Regions from separate parts of the Mus musculus genome. Here region 1 is linked to region 2. Evidence: chromatin contacts called from public Hi-C data. All regions are on one chromosome and are shown on one strand. Each heading gives the region's core, a stretch centred on a gene start, on an enhancer-like site or on the middle of the called end of the contact. The rest is flanking DNA. Distances are from core to core; before and after follow the strand shown.

Region 1 (6,370 bases), core at 1,547-4,046, 110 kb after region 2:
TATTACATCACATATATTTCATCTTTTTCATTAAGTATCTTCTTTATTTACATTTCAAATGTTATGGTTTTTCCTGGTTTCACCTCCAAAAACCTCTTGACCTCTCCTCCCTCCCCCTACTCACTAACCTACCCACTCCTGCTTTTGTTTTTACAGTTGGGAATATGGAACAACATTAACATTAATATTCTTTCATGAGACTTTGGATAAAAACACTAAACATTATTTCAAGTGTAAAACAGCAGGGCTGGGATACATGGGCCAATAGTTGGCTGTTGAAACTACAGCCATCTTTTTGGAAAGAGACTGCAACAGTTCACAGGGTTATTACCAGTATAATGCTTTTCATACTCGAACAAAAACACTGTACGTTATATCTTTTTTATTTTACACATTTTCAATACAGATTGGAGCTTAGGTATGTTTTAAGGTTTCCTTTTTTTTCTATTCACTAATCATATAGAACTTGACGTTTTTTGGCTATTTGAATTTTCATCATGAAAGTTTCTTCATGTGCCATTTTTGCCACTTTCAATTTCGTTTTTTTCCCTATCTTAATTTGTAGGAATAATTAATTCATTTTAGTGTGGATATATGTATAGTTAAGGTGTGTAGTACTGACACATGTGTGGAAAAATTGATCAATTGATCAGAATGCTATTGAGAAATAGATTCTGTAGGCACTGAAACTTAATTATGGGAAAGTGGCTCCCAATGATAGATGGTATTTTAGAGAAATAGCATTTTATTGATATCCAAATGATGTGATTTCCAGTCTTAAACTATATAGATGTCATCTCAAAGGCATGGCTTATCAAAAGGTGAAATACAAAATTGCAAAGCTTCCCGAAAAATGCTAAAGGAGGCTTTACTGGTTTTGAAGAATATTTCAAATAAATGGGCCACTCAAAGCACTAACCATATATTAGAAAACATAATAAATTGAGCATCATTAAATATAAAAACTTTTATATTTAAATTATTTTAGAAATATTTTAGATTTCCATCATAAAACAATTTGGTTATGCATCAAGATGATCTTGTCCTTAACTTGAGCTACACAAAAATGAAGGACTTCAGGGGGAATGATGAATTGCATATTAGTAGGTTGGAAATTAATTTACCCTTGTACATTGGAAATCAATAATCTAAGTTCTGTAGTCTTCTGAAGCCCAGCATGTTGTTTTTATAACTTGGGAAACAAATAATACATTCATAATTAAATTTAATTATTATTTACTTTTCAGTTTGTAAAATTGAAAACAAGAGAAAAAAAAAACCCTACAAAGAACAAAGTACAAAACTATTGTTTTGTGACCTAAATATTTGAAAAATTAAAATAATTACCTATTTAGGCTAAAATTTGATATCAGTTCTATGTTTTTGATACTTATTAAGTTATATACAATTGTTGGTGTAAAGTGTACCATTAAATTATAAGTGTAGCTTATAAATTAAATTTAGTTTTAGAAAATCCAATGTACTGGCAATGGTGTATTTGCTACCTATAAGGTTTATCTGTGATGTTTATCTGGCACTTTTTTTTTCATACTTTGGCCCGCTCCGTTTCGGTACACATTACCCAATTTTGAACTAGATCATTATCATACACACTTATCAATATGATTTTGAACTTACCTTTACAGATTTTTCTCTTTTAAATTTGCATTGGCTTTAACGAATCTGAGATTATTTTAGGAAACTAATTGCTATTCTGAAAAACCCTGGCAGTTTGGCTAGTTTTGTGTGACACTCTTTTTTTTTTTTTTTAACACCTATTTTGAAGAAAGTCTGATGAGAAGATTTCTCCTGCAGCTGCATCATAGGACTGGAGAGTTTGTGGCTGTTGAATTTCACTGTCGATTGTAATGAATCCTACCCAATTAAGCCGCGTGCCTATTTTTCATGAGCCCTTGATCAATACAATCGATTATATTTTTACATAACTGCATAGACGTAATTTCTTTGGTGGGTGTGGGAAATTAATTCACTGTTTTAATGTGTTGCAGACCTGTGAGAAGCTGGAGAGTAATTTTGATGACATCAAGCACACGACTCTTGGTGAGCGAGGAGCTCTCCGAGAAGCAGTGAGGTAAGTCTGGGTCACCATAGCAACAGTCACAGATGTGGTAAAGAAAAAGTCATTCTTCATTATTGGGGGAACAAATGAGTTCATCGCCAGCATTCAGCTCTGTTCTCTAAGGTATTAATTTGTCAGTGGAGAAACTTCCCTTGAGGCTGTACTTTTGGTTTTGAAGCTGCATAAATGTTAAGCCTCAGTGCACAGTAAAAAATGTAAATGTTTAATTTGTTACTTAAAATGCTTACGGGGTGTCTTGTTTTATATTTAGACTAAGTTGTGGGATTGAATGGAAATATTGTTCATCTAAATTCTGCCTGTGAGTTTAAAATAAACATTGTGTAAAGGTAGTCTAGCTGAGTACTATTTCCTAATTAATAATTAATTTGAAAAAGGTTTCTTTTTTCTTCATTTCATCTTCTGTTTTATTTCATTTAAAAAGTATTTTAAAGTGACTTACATTATCTCACAATTCCAAAACATAGAGCTACTTCCACTTGCATGCAAAGCCCTATGAATAACCTTATTTTATTCACTTAACATTTGTATTTTTATTTTCTCAACACTCACTCCAGCCTTGATATCATTTTTTAAATAACCTTTAATGAAGCATCCTTTAAATTCATTTGATCAAAATCAAAGAAAATGTGACCAGGCATTAACAATGTGTGAGCACTAAGCTTGTGATCCTTAGAACAAGGAAGTCACCAACAACAGTAGCACTAAAAGTTCCCAGCTTGAACCATACAGCAGCAGTCTTCTGCATTTATACAATGCAGTGGTATTTTCTTCTTGTTGTTGTTGTACTCATAAAACTAACGTTACTTTAAAAAAATATCTTAAAGTTCGTTATTTAAGATGGCTTTAAGATATAGAAAGTTAAAATACGGGAAACAGGAAATCTAACAGACTGGCTGCTTGCAGGTTTAAACACAATTTTGTTATTGCTTGCACACAGCTACCATATACTTTAGTTTAGAAGCCACTCTCATTTAGCAACATCCCTTTTACCATGCAAGCAGCAGGAGAAAGTAATTAAATTTAATAGAAGCTGCCCTCATTTTGAAGCCACTTCTATTTAAAACCACAGGGGGAGGTAATTAAATTTACAGGAAACAGTAGCTTCTACACAAAGATACATGGTACTTCTGTATAGATGATTATGATGTCACAAAAAGGGGAATAATATATTACTAGTGTGGAGGAGAAATTACCAGCTGGAGCAAGGAAACCTATTTTATTGTTAATGCCTTTACTAATAAAAAAGATGGAAAAATAAAACTGAGTGTGCAATCGAGAATTTGTGTCTGTATAAAATACACTGACAGTCTAAGAAAGTTTGTTATCCAAAATAATTTTAAATTAAAAATTAAAAACAAATTATACTGTAGAAAAGTCTAGGACAGGAATTATGAATGAATTCCTGTTTTTAAATATGTCCTGGATTCTGTACTGAAAACCACGGTGCCACTAAAAATTGAACATGCCATTTATGTAGAGTTTATAATTTTGAATACATGAAATGTGCATACTAATATCTATTTAGAAACCAATTATTTTGGCAATTTAATTTCTATTCATCTTGAAATAAACACGTTGAAAACAGGAAGACAAAGAGGATGCCAGCTCTCATGCTTTTGAATAAAAGAACTGAAGACCAAAACCACAGAGAGAACTGAAAAGGGCCATGTGAATGGATATGGATGTGAATGGGGAAACACAGTGAACACAAGGACTTGTGAGCATTGGAGGAGATCTGTCCTCCAGAAAAACCAAGTCGAGAATTGTAGGAGAGCTGTAGATAAAAAAGATCATTATTAAATTCTGCCAATTTAAAAAATCACTACTATTTATGCCATACAGGGAGATCTTGCTCGTAAAATCAGAATGAATGGATGGGGGTGGGAACACAGCATTAATTACGTAGTTGGGGTGACCTCTGACTACCCATGCAGTGAGTAGGGCAGCAGTCCAGATAATTCAATTCAGAATTTAATCACATGGTGGTGAAATGCACTTGTTTACTTAGGCTGACTATTTTATGTGTCCACCTACACATATGTATGCACACACATTCATGTCTGGACTCACCAGACGCAGTGAAATAATTTAGCAACCGGTAGCATTAGACTGTATAGCATCATGTCGGTGGGCACCTTCTGTTTTTAATACATCAGGGGCTCATTCTTTCACATGAAAATATCTAGACAGAGGAGACCATAGATGGAATTCAAGAAGAAAAAATAATGCATCAGTTCAGAAGAACTGATCACAGAAAACCAATACTAAACACAGGCAATTAATTGAAGAGGATCACAGAGGCTAAAAGACAGTGTTGGAAGTAGAGTAGTATAGAGGAAACAGTGTAGTATAGAGTGGACTGTCAAGGTTTGCTTGAAAAACAGCAAGGCTGTGTTGGAAGACAAGATGAATTTTTTTTTTAACTACAACCATATGTGTAGATAGACTTTTTTGATCAATAATAAGTTTCTTCTATGTCATGAATTCATAAGCAGAAATGGAGCAGTAAGAGTTTTACTGGGACAGTGATAGCACCAAGACCCCAGAACAGGTTTGGGGCAGCATTAGACATTCAGAAATAATTTAGGCAAACATCAGTTAGCAAAGGGACTGATATCGGCAGGCTCTGTGAAAATATTTTTGTTAGACTTTGATGCAGATCAACTTTATATAGAATCTAGTGTTCTGTAAAACAAAAAAGTTAAATATTTCAAGGAATTTTTTTTAGAACTTTTATGGTTTTAATGATAATTTGGGGTGTAAAACTATAATAAACTTACTGTTCTGTGGAGTTAGAGTACAGGGAGAAAGCACCTTGTAGGGATAGAGACCATTATTTGCCTTTTTAAAAAATATTACTTTCAGATCTGTAACACATCAGGTGATGATTACAGACCTGAAGGATACAGGTTGTGCCCTTGAGGAACTAGTCATTCAGTGGAAGTGAAGGGTGGGAAGGTCATATCTCCAGGCTGTATACTTGAGCTCTTCTCTGCTTCCACACACTTAACAGTAGCTCCTTTCTTTATCCTCTGTCAAAGGTTTGGCTTGGCAATGGAAGCATCCTTTTCCCCATCAGGTCATTTCTACACCAGGCCTTCAGTGACTTCAGGTGTCCACGGGGGTACCCTTGAATGTTTAACTAGGGATGGAGGTGGAAAGGGGCTATTCCAGACCTGGCTGGAATTGACAGACTGACCTGAGCTCCTGGGGCCTTTCTTCTGATTGGTATCTTCTACTAAGCATCTGCATCAGTGCACTTAGAGAGGAGTCAGCCTGTGCTCAACACTCTGTGTCCTCATCCAGCTTCCGTCCTGGCTAGTCTTTGATATGCATCTTGACTCTGTTCCTTTTCAGTTTATGAATTGTTTTAATACTGTCAGGGATTCTACATGTAATAATGCCCTTAGTCTGAATTCTCTTTATGTAAAAAAAAAATATATATATATGAACCACAGCTTTCTCTTTGGAATATTCTGGGTAAATAACATTGGATAAGCATAGTAACTGAGAGAGAGGGAGGGAGAGAGAGAGAGAGAGAGAGAGAGAGAGAGAGAGAGAGAGAGAGAGAGAGAGAGAGAGAGAGAGAAAGTGAAAAAGAATTACATGCAGATTTTTTTTTCTTTTTAGATACTTTTGAGATGCTGAAGTCTACCCCATGTGTGGAATTGCATTTACTATGGGAAAAATATAATCCTACAGTTTAGGGCAGAGAGTGAGGTTGATGTGGCCATTTGTAGTTTGTTAGTATTTTGAAGTCTGTAGCCATTGGAAGGTAAGGGGTTTTCACAAGAGTAGTTCTTCAAACATTTTAGGACTTTCAATTTAAATGAAGTACTATCAGCTAAGTGAGGCTTGGCTGTGCCATGCAGCGTAGGGTGGAGAAAAGCTTATAGCAGGGAGGTTCTTGTCTACATTCTGTGGACTATGGATAGACTCAGAGCAGGGCTGCTCCAAATGCTGTGATGGTAGACTTATCTGTGCCTATCAGTGTGTGAGTAGCCTGCCACAGTGGCTCCCAAGCCTCCCAAATGCAGCCATTTTATAGTAAGAGTGGAATTGTTTATTTTAGGTATTTAAATATTTCACTTAAAGGATTCTTGTGATTATGGTTTGAATGGTACTTCCTACAAGGACAGTTTTATATGGCCAGAATGATGTGGGATGGATGTGCAGTGATGGAGTTCCAGTGAACAGACAGGCCACTGTGAGGCAAGACAAGTGTCATGCATATCAAATGCTGTTGTGTTTTCTTCCTTATAAAGATGG
Region 2 (6,505 bases), core at 2,114-4,613:
GCGATAATAATATAATATTCATTCATAGGCTGTAAACTGTTAAGTTGAGGGATGAACTGTCTCTCCAAAGTCTACAAAAAATTAATGTAGAACACCTGATATTTGGCTCTGCTTCCAGATGGAGGGGCAGCTTGACAAATGCCATCATAACTTACAACTTTTTAAAAGTGTTGTGTCAAGGTGTTTGCAGGATCTTTCTACAGTTTGGATTATTTACAGATACAACGGTGTTTAATGTGGCACTTAATTAGATTTAAAATATTATTAGATTTAATCACTGATCACAGAGAATATGTGTGGCCTGTGAACAATGTGATCAGATGCCTTAATTAAGTATTTTAGAAGAGGATACATCTGCTTGGTGGAGCTGGGGCATGCTGAAGTTATTTTAGAAATCTATTTTAGCTTATTAATGGCAACTCATAAAACTCTTGAATTTGACCAATATGGTCATGCTTCAGATTTTTCTTCTCATAGAGAGTTATATAAATTATAGTAATCACAGAAAGAAATTGTGGGTATGTACTATATATTTTATATAAATAACTTGTATGCTAGTACCCAAATGCAAAAATCTAAATTTTAAAAGTTAAGGCACCAATATAGAAGAGAAACTATTTAGAAATAAGAAGACCAAGAGGAGGAAGGAGTTTGCTAAGAGAAAGAGATAGAGGGCTATAATAGATTAAAGTGTATAATATAAATTTATGGAAAGGCCGTAAGAAATCCAATACTTTGCATAATGCATGCTAGAGCCAGACAAAACATTGATTGCTATCTGATAATATTTTCATTGAAATGTCACTTGAGAAAACACATGGTTTAGCAAACTCAGCATTGCTTTGAACTTCAGAGACTGAAGTGGGGAATAAATGCATATACATAATATTGGTCTAAAGACATATGAGCTATATGTGTACACTTGTGCATAAAAGTTGTGCACATTATTTTTCAATATTTGAACATGTATGTATCTTTGCTGGTACTTATGATTATCTATGATGGCTATGTATCTCCACAAGGACATGGTTGACTTTAGAGAAATGGTAATAATTTGGAGGTAAGTTTGGATCCTGGGAACTAGAGGAGAATTTGCCCTTAGACTATACTCCTGAATATAGAAGTAGTTACAATGAGCTATTTTAATCACAGATTTGTTGATTGATACTGTGACTCATTCTCCACAATGGAGAGAAACTACAGTTTTTCCAAAGCATTTTTAAATGCAGAATCTCCTGTCCCTTTAGTCAGTAATTCTTGTATGTTTCAAGCCCAGACAAGGAACAACATGTTCAGTAGACAGCGAAGTCAGACACTGATCCTGTTTATTTTGGAACCTGCATCTGAAACAGAAGACTTATATCAAGCAAGTCACATGCGAATGAGCAGGCAAATAAACTTGACATGACCATTAAGAAAAACCTAGGCTGTTGTAAGCTAGAATGGCAGAGGTAGGCAGGGCAGGTCTAATTTCTCTTGGTGGTTGGAATGATTCAGAGGCTCAAGGATTAGTGAGAAGGGAAGCAGTATCTTGGGGAGAGAAATGAGGAGAATCAGGGAAGAGATGAAAGTTCAGAACAATGCTTGGTGGGTGTAACAGTTGTTAGGGAGGAGAGACCCCAGTGAGGTAGAAGGTGGACAGGAGCTTGTCACGCAGATATGAACAAGAAGGATAACAACAACAACAATAACAACAACCAAACAAACCCCAATTGTATGTGGGCTGCATTGGGCCACTGAAAAAGGTCACATCTTGTGGGTGGGGGAGCGAGGGGGCTAATTCATATTTAGAATCCCACTCTAGAGTTCAGGAGACTTAACAGCAGAAGCTGACATACCCGTTTCCAAGTGACTCAAGATCTGGTTAGAATGGAAAAATCCTTAAAGTTGGAGAAAGATTAAATGAATGAGTGAGAATACAGAAGCCAAGGGTGAATCTGGGGGTTCTATTTAACCCTCTAGCTTTTATTGTTGTTGTTGTTGTTATTATTATTATTATTATTAATTTTTGTGTGTGCTAATAGTTGATTGAAGGGACAATATGTGTCCAACCACTGGAAGTTTCAAGACCTTAAAGGTAACCAGGTGGTTTGTACTATAAGCCCTCTCCAGGCATCCAAGACTGCCCCCCATGTGTTCCTCTTTTTCTGCCAAGTGCAGGCACCACAGTTTGTGTCCTGCCAGTCTTGTTGTCAGAGCAGTGATGAGCCTTCTTGAAGACCACATCTAGAAAACCCAACATGGCAGTGTTACACTGAAAACAAAACGAAGCGTTAAGTACATGTCGAATTAAAAGAAAATGGATAAAGTAACGAAAAATACCAGCGAGGAGGGAATCATATGATTCCAAAATTATCATGATCTAGCCAATAGGACGAAGTGCCCTGTGTGCCTTAAAAGAAACAGATAGCACCATGAGAGAAGATGTCCGACTTAGAAAATGGTCTGGCGCCTAGGCTGCCACAAAGTTGAGGAGAGGACTAGTCTGATGACATCATTGTTTCTCCCTACCAACTATGTGACCAAATGCACAAAATAAACAACCCCTGTTCATATTTATGAACGTCACATTTTAGAATATTACTATATATTTTTAAAAAAATAGGCATGGACTGCCATGCAGAAAGAAAGCCTTGATCCTCTACAGATACCCTTTCACTAAAGTAGTAGCTCTCAACATGTGCATGGAGACCCCTCTGGGACTCTTTTGGGAGTGGAAAGACCCTTTCACAGGGGTCACCTAAGATCATTGGAAAACACAAGTATCTACATTACTACTTATAATGGCAAAATTATGATTTTGGAATATCAATGAAATAATTTTATGGATGGGGATTACCACACATAAGGAACAGATTAAAGGGTCGCAGCATGAGGAAGGTTGAGAACCATCTCACTATAGGCTGTTCTAGACTGTGGATACTGATGTCTGTCTGTCTTCTTGTGCCCTAGGCTCCCCAATACTACTACTCCCCCAGAACAGCTTCAAAAATCCTTCCAGCCTATTTGCTGGTGGCCAGAGGAACACAGGTACTCCCTGGTCCCTGGAGAGTTCTGGGACATCTTATTCTTTAATCTTTGTTTCTGCACGTTGCAGGGCTCAGAACTCAGAAGAACATCAAAGACGCAATTGTTTGCTTTTAATTCTGGGGATCTCTGACACCTAAACCCGCCTACCAAACTCAACCTTGGGGAGCAAAGGCCAGCACAACCAGAAATTCTCTGGAACAGAGCCCGGCAGCTTGGGACCAGTGGAACGGTGTGGCTGTGAGGCGTGCCTTGAGCGTTGCCCCGCCCCAGAGGCGTGTCTTTAGCATAGCCCCGCCCCTTCCATATTGCCTTGGCTCGGGCAGTCAGTGCACCAGTGCTGGGGCAAGCTGAGGCTTTGGTGCGGGGCTGGAGGCTGCTGCAGCAGAGGGAGGGTCTGTGTGCGGGAGTCTGAGGCCAGAAAGCGCTGCCATGGCGGGTGTGCTGAGCAGGGACGCGCCGGACATCGAGGTACCGACCGCGGCCCTGGGGTGGGAGGGTCACAGAGGGGCGGGAGGCCCGGGGGCGCACCCGGGACAGAGCTGGAGATCCGCGAAGTTTCCCCGGGAGAGACTTGCGGACCAGGCTGGACACTGTACTCCGGCACCAGGACCTGGTTACTTCGTAGGAGACTTAAAAGTGGCCGTCTCTCTCTGCCCTAAGTCATAGTGACCCAGAGGCTCAGAGTGCAGAGGCTTGGACTCCAGGGGACAGTAGCTCCACTTCCCGCCCAGGGAACCCTCTAACTCCTCCTCTGTCCCCTCCGTGGTTTTGTGGGACAACCACCCAGTGACCCACCTATAATAACAAAGCCCCGCAGTATGCAAAAGTGGAGCATAGAAATCCAAGATCCAGGCCGCTGTTTCGAGCGGCGCTGGCCCTGGTATTGTTTACCACTTAATTTCACATTTGGAAAAAATGGAACGAAGTACAGAAGACATTGGAAAGTGCGACCTCCCCGGAAAGAGATACACAAACTGCTCTGTTCTCTCCTCTCAACAGTGTTTGATTCTCTCTTGTTCTCTGTTTCTTCCAAAAATCTCATTTTTCTGAGAACGATCCCCTACCTGAAATAGCAAAAAATTTTTCCTCTGAGTTCTATATACTTTAATGTGTGTGTTGGGAGAAAGATTTGAGTTATGGCCGTGATTTTAATCACGCTGAATCAAAGCCTGTGTCTCTCAGGTTTCAGTTCCGTTTTGTTTAGGGAATTTTCTTCGAGATAAAAGCAAAACAAAACTTTTGTAGAATATTCGTGTTCTCTTCCCTTACTGTTTCCTTCCCTCCTGCCCGGCCCCCTTTTCCCACCTTCTGTGTGTTTGCTTAGAAATAACACACCCTTTCCCCTCCCCCTCCCCCTCCCCCTCCCCCTCCCCCTCCCCCTCCCCCTCCCCCTCCCCCGTTTGTTCTGCTCTTTAAATACAAGTTTAAAGACACCTGTTTGCAGCAGGATAGCTAACTGGTTTTCTTCTGCACCCTGCTCTCCCCGCACCCTGCCGTCAGTGATAATGAACCTTTATATGCTCTTAAAAGAAAGCTGATAGTGTTCTAAGAGCCTTCATATTTTCCTTTGATAAATCCACTGTAGCAGTAAGAGCAAAGGATAACGTGTTGACTTCTTTCTCTGTGTAGTTTACTTAGACTTTTCTTCACAATTTCTTTCTTGGCTATTGAACAATATGACTGATATAATGAACTATATGTGTGTGCATGCAGGGCACAGGATACCTACCATGTCTGATCGAAGTCATGGTCTCTGGGTACTATCTTTGATTTAACACCCCTGGGACATTTTTGGTTTTGTTAAAGTAAATCAGTTAGCAATCCTTTGGCAGCATCCAGGCTTTACAGTTGTCAGGAATCAGGGTGTCACAGATCGGATGGCTTTTGTTTAATTTCAGAAGAGTGTTTCAAGCTTAGCTGACTTCATGTTTTATGTTGTTTCTCATGTGCTTGTCTTGAAAAAGCAGTTCTTATCTGTATTCTTATGAGGAAAATGATGCCGGTGAGGTACGAAGTGTCCAGTTTAATTGTATAAGTTTTCATCAAGAACATTTATTCCCTCTGGGCCTTCCTGGTTCATTCAGATGAGCGTAACATTGCTGTGTGTGACTCCCACTTGATGCACACCTTACAACTTGGAGTGGAGGCATTCACTGTCTTCAGCATTTGTACTTGTGTGCTCCACACTCTCATCAGTCGCATCTTTTTTTTTCTTTTTCACCCACAATACTTTACTTTCCCCTCAAAGTAATACCCATGATTCATGAGCTAAAAATACCATGAAAGAGCGTGAAATTAATCATTAAAATATAACACAGTGAGGAAAGGTACATTAAGCCGGAGGAACACACTCACACAGAGATGCCTCCGTTAATCCTGTTAACCTACTGAAATTCTCTTTGTATTGAAGAATCAGAATAAATTATGAAGGCTTAGTTTTCTGTCAAATTCGAAAGCTTTCCTGAACATGTTGTTCATTAAAAACCATCGTGGGGAAGCTGATCTCATTGTGATCATTGTCTTTGTCTCCATGAAATGGAGGAGGTAATTTAAAAGTGGTGTGAAATAGATGGGAATAAGAATACATTGATAAGGCACTTGCTATTTGAGAAAAAGATGAGAAGGTATCAATAGCCACTCACTATCGTAGAGGTTTAATTTTTCCAGTGAGCTACTTGTAGAATCTGGTTTCAGAGTCAGACCAAAATATTTTGTCAGGTTACTGACATCTTCAAAGATGTTTTATGTCTATTTCTTTCTAATTTTTAGGCTCAGTCCTATATCACACATGAATGGAAAGGGATGGAAATATAGTAGAGAGCCAGCACACTCAGCAACACCTAGAGTAGTCCTTGGGTAGATGTAGAAATGATACCCTGGACGTTGGGGAGGCCCTAGCCTATATAACCAAACTTTGTTGTCTTTGTGGAAAGTACAGAAACAGTCCTGGAGGCCAGGCCATCTTCTGCTGTTGCATAGCTTGGATCAGAGTCTGGCTAAGTGCTGGGATTGGGGGGTAGCAGTGCTCTTTGTTGGCTGTTGATATTGTCCTGATTACCCAGCTCTCAGAGTTGAAAGCAGTCTAGAAAATAGTAGGTGGTTAGCACCTGTTATAGGTAAACTTTCCTGCCAGGAGAAAGAGTTTACCAAGAAAAAAGCATTAACAAATACAGACCAATCAAAGGGTGTTAGTAGCGGAAAAATTACTTCCAACTGATAGTTACTACTTCAAAGTGTATTAATGGTAACCACATAATTTAAGACATCATTTTGTTTTACGCTTTTTGATACACCCTAAATTTTGAAAAGCATGACTTTTGAATTCAGGCTCTCCTGAGAAAGCTCCGAAGTAGTTGAGTATTGGCCATGGTCACTTTCTCTGACCTCAGCAGTGGTTTAATAGGATATCTTCATTTAGACTGAATCACCAGCCACTATGATGTCAATATTGCCTCATCTAAAGGCAAGGGGGAAT

Evidence for each region. Hi-C and Micro-C count contacts between places; a contact is called where the count stands out from the background.
Region 1: a contact with region 2 is called in a Hi-C map of the N1E-115 cell line, with 7 times the contacts expected there. The contact joins the enhancer-like site here to the promoter of Dpyd in region 2. A contact is called at or near these places in 2 of 39 promoter capture datasets (both in liver), 5 of 484 Hi-C or Micro-C datasets (the N1E-115 cell line, astrocytes, cortical neurons and 2 more), 1 of 115 datasets of contacts at active chromatin or transcription factors (hepatocytes) and 2 of 9 other capture datasets (adipose tissue and liver).

Annotation. Positions count from the first base shown.
Region 1 is chr3:118,672,480-118,678,849 of GRCm38.p6, forward strand. Dpyd (dihydropyrimidine dehydrogenase) reads left to right here. Exons shown (of 23, transcript NM_170778.3): 3 at 2,010-2,092. Among named protein-coding and RNA genes, the nearest start is that of Dpyd, 110 kb to the left of the region's middle. Within about 2 kb of position 2,797, at least 33 of the 459 cell types and tissues checked have an H3K27ac peak or open chromatin away from gene starts, as enhancers often do. A contact at or near this core is called in the N1E-115 cell line and forebrain, where this site is marked.
Region 2 is chr3:118,558,817-118,565,321 of GRCm38.p6, forward strand. Dpyd (dihydropyrimidine dehydrogenase) reads left to right here and starts at 3,364. Exons shown (of 23, transcript NM_170778.3): 1 at 3,364-3,498. The coding sequence starts at 3,460.